Regions from separate parts of the Rattus norvegicus genome. Here region 1 is linked to region 2. A link is a contact called in public Hi-C data. All regions are on one chromosome and are shown on one strand. Each heading gives the region's core, a stretch centred on a gene start, on an enhancer-like site or on the middle of the called end of the contact. The rest is flanking DNA. Distances are from core to core; before and after follow the strand shown. Region 1 holds the start of Slk (STE20-like kinase). Region 2 holds the start of Stn1 (STN1 subunit of CST complex).

What was found. A called contact is a pair of places that touch in the nucleus more often than the background predicts.
Region 1: a contact with region 2 is called in a Hi-C map of liver, with 2.9 times the contacts expected there. The contact joins the promoter of Slk here to the promoter of Stn1 in region 2. A contact is called at or near these places in 3 of 12 Hi-C or Micro-C datasets (frontal cortex, liver and mammary epithelial cells) and 1 of 1 datasets of contacts at active chromatin or transcription factors (oligodendrocytes).

The regions. Positions count from the first base shown.
Region 1 is chr1:256,413,500-256,416,601 of GRCr8, forward strand. Slk (STE20-like kinase) reads left to right here and starts at 1,514. Exons shown (of 18, transcript NM_019349.2): 1 at 1,514-1,831. The coding sequence starts at 1,682.
Region 2 is chr1:256,369,453-256,372,409 of GRCr8, forward strand. Stn1 (STN1 subunit of CST complex) reads right to left here and starts at 1,284. Exons shown (of 10, transcript NM_001011943.1): 1 at 1,110-1,284; 2 at 480-655. The coding sequence starts at 633.

The DNA of each region.
Region 1 (3,102 bases), core at 264-2,763, 44 kb after region 2:
CGCTATCTCTCCAGCCCCAAATGTAAGCGCTTACTGTTGTCCCCTTTGTGGTCATAGGCTTCATCGTTTGTCCTCTACTATTTCAATTTTAAAACGTTTTCCTCGTGGTTCTTTCACTCATTTCCTGGTTTGCTTTCTACTCCTACCCTGGAATGTGGCCCAGCACTTGGGACACCTTGGTGGGTGTCCCCGCCTCTGACCGGAAAGGGCTTCTGTCAGATGGAGGAGGGGAAGGTAAATTATTTGACAGACTCCAGGCAACACCCACAAAGGCCCAGCAAATCTAGAATCCCCGGCTGGATTAGCTCAGGTGAGACTCAGGAAGGGCGGCACCAGTTTTCTGGCTGTGGAGGTGACCGGGAGGTTATCCTTAAGGGAGTGTCACCACTCCAGAATCGAGTTTAAACAATTTCCTCTTTACTTTATGAGACCGGGCTTCTTTATGTAGCTCAGGCTGGTCTCGAACTCGTATTCTTCCCCTGGCTCCTTCCCCAGGTCTCCACCACACCTATACCTTTTAAACAATCTTTTTACAACCTAGGTCTGCACTACCCTTCTATTGAGCAGAGTTAAGATTGAGCACTTGCTGGTGCAGGCCCCGTGCAAAGGGTTCCTTTTTATTGTCGCTTTTGATCTATGCTGCAACCTACCAGTAAGGACTATGGGGATCATCGCAAAGGGGAATCTGATGCTCTATTCAAAGTCACTGGACTGTGGCTTCCCACTCTCCCTCTCACTGGACTCTTGTACGGGTTCTGAAGCGGAAACAGTCCACTCTCAGGGACCAACTAGCATAAGCCTGTTTTCCCGCTTCCCCCTGTGCAGAATGAGGCAACATCCGCCAGCGCAATCAACAGGGTCGCGCCGAAGGAGACCTCGTCAACGACGCTCCGGCTCACGGAGGTCAACGTGAAACACGCTGGGAGGATGGAGGCGCTCAAACATCCACCACACCTCCCGCCGCAGGCGCCAGCGAGCCGCCCAGCCACCAGCCCGGCGGACCCAACGCGCGTGCGCGGGGCCAGAGGGTACGCCCTCGCGAGCGCGCGGTGAGTGGGGCGCGTCACCGGGCGGGCGAGCGCGAGCGCGAGCGCGCGGCCGAGGAGCTCGGGCGCGCCGCGAGTCGGCGTCGGCGTCCGTGCGCGCTGCAGTCCGAGGCTGTGTGGGCTGAGGCGACGAGCGAGGCGGCGGCGCCCCAGAGCCGAGGGGACGCGCGGGCGTCGCGCAGCGGGAGCGGACGCTTCGGAGCAGACGCGGTGCCCCAGCGGGAGAGCTCGGCTTCGCCACTGCGCGCCCGGTGGGCGCCGGCCGCTTCCCGGGCCCGGAGCGGCCGCCGCCCCGGGAGACGCACGGTGACACGGGCCTAAGGCGCCGCGGGCCGCGGGCGTCCGCGCCGCTCGGACCCGTGCGGCCCGGTGCGGGGCGGGGGCGAGCGCCCGGGCAGGTGCAGCCTCCGGGGTCCACCAGCGAGGTGCCCACCGCGCCGCTTGGCCCGTCCCGGCTCGCAGCGGCCGCGCGCCCCCCTCCGGGGCCGGAGCCCTGTCGGCGCCCCGCCTTCTCCGGGGAGCGCCCGGCGGGAGCGGCCCGGACCCCGGGCTCGCGCGGGAGACGACGCGCCACAAACTTTGCCTTTTATTGTTCCTAGCCCTTTAAGTGCAAGGGGCTCTGTTGGGCTGGAAAAATGTCCTTCTTCAATTTCCGTAAGATCTTCAAGTTGGGGAGCGAGAAGAAGAAGAAACAGTACGAACACGTGAAGAGAGACCTGAACCCCGAGGAGTTTTGGGAGATTATCGGAGAGCTGGGCGACGGAGCCTTTGGGAAAGTGTATAAGGTAAGAGGGAGAAAACGGGAAGTTGGTTTAGGAGATGAAACGCCCGCCTGTCCGGAGTGGCACGAGGACTTCACCCCCACAGCCCTTGCCGTGTCTTGCCCGCTCCTTGGCTTTGTAGGTTGAAACTTCAGCTCAGCATCCAAGCAGCGGCTCGGAAGGTCGGGCTTACTGAATACCTTGGGGCCGGATGCAGCTTCAGTAGTGACGGTTCTGCAGTCTACCCTGTCAAACTTCCGAAAGGAATGAGTATAATTTAAATGGGAGGAGCGGGCGGTTGTGGCCCTCGTGTCTTTTAAAATCGGAAACTCAGTAGCTTTTCACTGTGCTAGTGTTTGTTTACTAATGGCGTTTGCCTGTGTGCATGAAACAGGTAACTTTTTGGAGATGGGTACATCTAGCTGGCAGTATCTATAGTTGAAATAAAACGAGCACAAGATGATTGCCAGCTTGGAGTGTGTTCTTGAGTTGGTCGCTTGGCCACATGGGATGGAATTTCTGACAGAATTTCCAGAAGAAAATCTGCATCTCACCCTAGTTTTGAAATATGATAAGCATTGGCTAGAAGGCAATACCAGTGCTTGAGGAATTAAAAAAAAATACACGAGTATTTATTTATTTCAATAGAGGGTTGATGTTTCAACACAGAGGTGTGAATGTTCACTGTTTAGGAAGTATATGAATGATGTCATTGGAATACTTTTTTACTTCCTGAAGGGTGAGGTTCTTATGAGCCACATTTGAGGGGAAGGACCCACAGGTTGCCTAGAAGTGAAAACATAAATTCTAGACTTTGAAGTCTCATATAATTTGTGTCCTATGTAAGTCCTGGGAGGTGAGCAGGTACGTGGCAGTGTCCACCTAGTTCATGGCCACATTGGTTCAGTCTGGCCTTGAACTCAGGTCTCCTGTTCTCATATGCAGTTAAGTGTTTTTACTTTAACTCCATTCAGTAGAAAGCATGTCCTCTAATTTCCAAGCATGGTACACTTTGTCTTGTAATGCGTGCCTTGACTGCGTTCTGTCAAAATCCCAGTCATTTTTTTTTTTTATTCAGTCTGAAAGACATACTTTGATTGCTCTATGTGTTTTGAGAACATCTTGTTCACATGGCTACTCTAGCACTTGTCACATATTATAACTGACATTTTTACGTTTATATAATAAAATTAAGGCCCGACGTTTCACATTTGAATCTGTTCCTCAGTACATGCATTACCTCACGTATTTGTTGAAAGAAATAGTGTATGTTACCCTCAAATGAGTGCGGTGAA
Region 2 (2,957 bases), core at 34-2,533:
AGAAAGTGAGTCACATAACCAGAAAGGTAAGTACCACATTAAGGCTTACGCCTGTCTAATCCATTCAAAAGCATGCTCTCAAGAATCAAAGCATTTTAAAGTGTGGGATCCCTTAAGCATAGGCGGTTTTAGTTGTGTATTTTATTGAGGAAAGCTTTTACGTAACCCAGGCTGGCTTTGAACACTGACCATTCCTACTTCCATCCTGAAAGTATTAGAAGTACGTCTGGTCATGTACAGGTTGGGAGAAGGCGCTCAGAGCAAAGGTTACACCCTCAAATCTCTATTTAACTTAAAAATTTTAGATTGTCTTTGATTTGCACCAAAAATCACAGAAACGAACTCTTTCCAAGTTTGAGGCTAGATAACTTTCAGACGGGGCTCTTCAGATGCCCTAAGGCTCTGGCTTTATCTTGGAGGGACACTGATCAGTCAGGACGTACAGCACAGGGCATCCATTAAGCTGACTGGCCACATACCTGGCACTTGTTGGGACTCCTTCATCTCCAGGATGTCCTTGATGTAGAGTTTTGCAAAGGCTAGAAACACGGGATCCAGACCCCAAAAGAGGGACGGGATCTCCTCTTCTTTTGGACTGGATTCGCACTGCATCAAAAGGCAAGGTTCTGGCATCTGCTAACCCTGAGCCAAGACTCTATAAAAGATACGAAAACAAGGTTTCAGGGTGTTTACTGTGGATAAGGTTCATCCAGAAGTCTTAGGACGGTAAAACAGGGGTTCGGGATCTTGTCAAGATTCATGCCTAGCGGGTGGCTCTTTGTGTGAGGCCCCTTTCCGCGAAATTCCAACTGAGAATCAGTTAAATAACAAATTTTCTTTTCAGACATGGTCTCGGATAGCCCGGGCTGGCCTTCCGAAATCTGGCTATGTAGTTGAGGATGACTTTGAACTACTGGTCCTCAGGCCTCCTCCTCCAGTACTGGGATTCCTGGCGTGTCCCATCAGGCCTGGTTTATACAGCACTGGGGATCGAACGCAGGGATTCATGCAGGGCTTCATGCACACTAGGTAAGTGCTCTCCACCAACTGATCTACATCCCCTAAATACTAACTCTTCACTTTGAGGATAACCATCCACACAGGCGTACCCCAAAGGAGTTTTAACGAATGAGTCCGGAGAGTGAATGGCGCCCCTGTGGCCGTGGACTTTGGGCCCTGGAGGTGTGTCTATCCACTCTTCGACATTTCACCTTCTGGGAAGAGCGGAGGAAAGGAAAAGGAGGCAGAATCAGAGCGGTTTACAGCCTCTCCCGGAGCAGGAGCAGTTGGCCAAGATTGCCGAAATAGTTCCGGTTGCGAGAAGGAAGCTAGCACACTCCCGCCGGCGTATTTCCTTCCCGCCACCCGCGCCTGGCTACCGCCAGCCACTCCCGCTGAGGCCACGCCCCCGACGTCCGCCTCACAGGACACGCCCATTACACGCATAGGCTCCGCCCACGCTGTCTTCCGGGTCCGCACGCTGCGCAGGCTTTTCGGGGTCTCGGATAATCTCGGAGATTCCCGAAGAAGCCCGGGAATTCCTGCTGCTCAAATCCCGCCTTTCACGTCACGTTTGTCACTCCGATTCCCTCAGACGCTTCCAGGAAATTGGGGCGGCAGTCAAACTTAATTTTCTTTTTTTAAAATTAGGGCAGGGGGTTGTCTTGGCTTATTAAACCAACAAAATTAGGCAATGGAGTGTGTTACGGTTTCCACAGCTGGCAATGATCCACGGACGCGCCGTAGGGATGCAGTAGTCTCGCTTGCAGATGATTTATGATCTAAACCCGAGGCCCCGAGTGAATGTGAGGTCTTATCTCTAACGAAAACCACCCCTAACTAGACCAGAATTCTCTTTGTCTCCTTTCCCCTTCCTTAACGTATAGTCCGGGATGTTGTACATTTAACTCTTGAGAGGCTGGCATTTTGTAAACCATGGCCACCCTGTTGGAGCCCTGTCTCCAGCGTTTCCACCCATATAAATAAAGAAGTTCTTCCTTACTCACAGGGACTCACTCTCACGACTAGGAAAGGATAGGTCACTCACTCCAGCGGCAAAAGAGGCAGGAGGCCAAAGAGATCATTGCTAAACTATCAGAGAAGGGCTGGAATGGAAACAGGGTGTCACTAGAACCGTGGCTTCCAGTTACCTCCCTGGCCACAGAAGGAGTTGAAAAACTGTCTCCCAGACTCTATGGCATGAAACAGCTGGGCCCGTGGCGTTTTAAGATCTGTGTAGGCAAGCCTAACCCCTCTCTAATAGAGCAGGTTCTCCCTGAGGAAACACATAGGACTGATGATTCCAGTTCACCTGCCAGGTAGAGACAGACAGGTTGGGTGACATTCTCAGGACTGCACACATCTGCTCTAGGGTGGAGGCCAGGAAGAAAACCAGTCTCAGATGTCCTCAGAAGTTGAGGTATTTTCAGAGATGACTCTCAGGGCTGTCAGGGCTAGAGTGCTAGGTCAGAGGGCTAGGACTCTGGGTTTACTGCCAACCTGGGGGAGGGCCACGCCTTGTGGTATCCCTGGGAGCCCTGATGTCATCTTTTACACTGATGGGAGGACTCTTTGGAAGGGAGTGTGCCTCTTGATCTAAGCCCCAGACCTGAGCAGTAGGTGGTCATGAAGCAGAAGGTGAGATGTGAATAGAATTTCCAGATTGCAGAACCACACTGAGAGCTTTGGGGGAGCGTTGTAAAGATCTCAGCCTCCAGCCTGTAGAGCTCCCAGACTCCCAGGCCTTCCTGGAGGATCCGGAAATCACCAACCCTGTACGACCAGCACAGCACCCTACAATATCCAAAGCCAGTATTTAAAAAGTCAATGCTGGGAGCCCTTTCTTTGGCAACTTGGTGCTAAATATGTTTTGTAGACTTTTCTTTTTTGACAGATCATATCATTCTTTCCTGAAAGCTAAGATTCTAGCAGATTCTTTGGAAAACAGTGACTTTGGA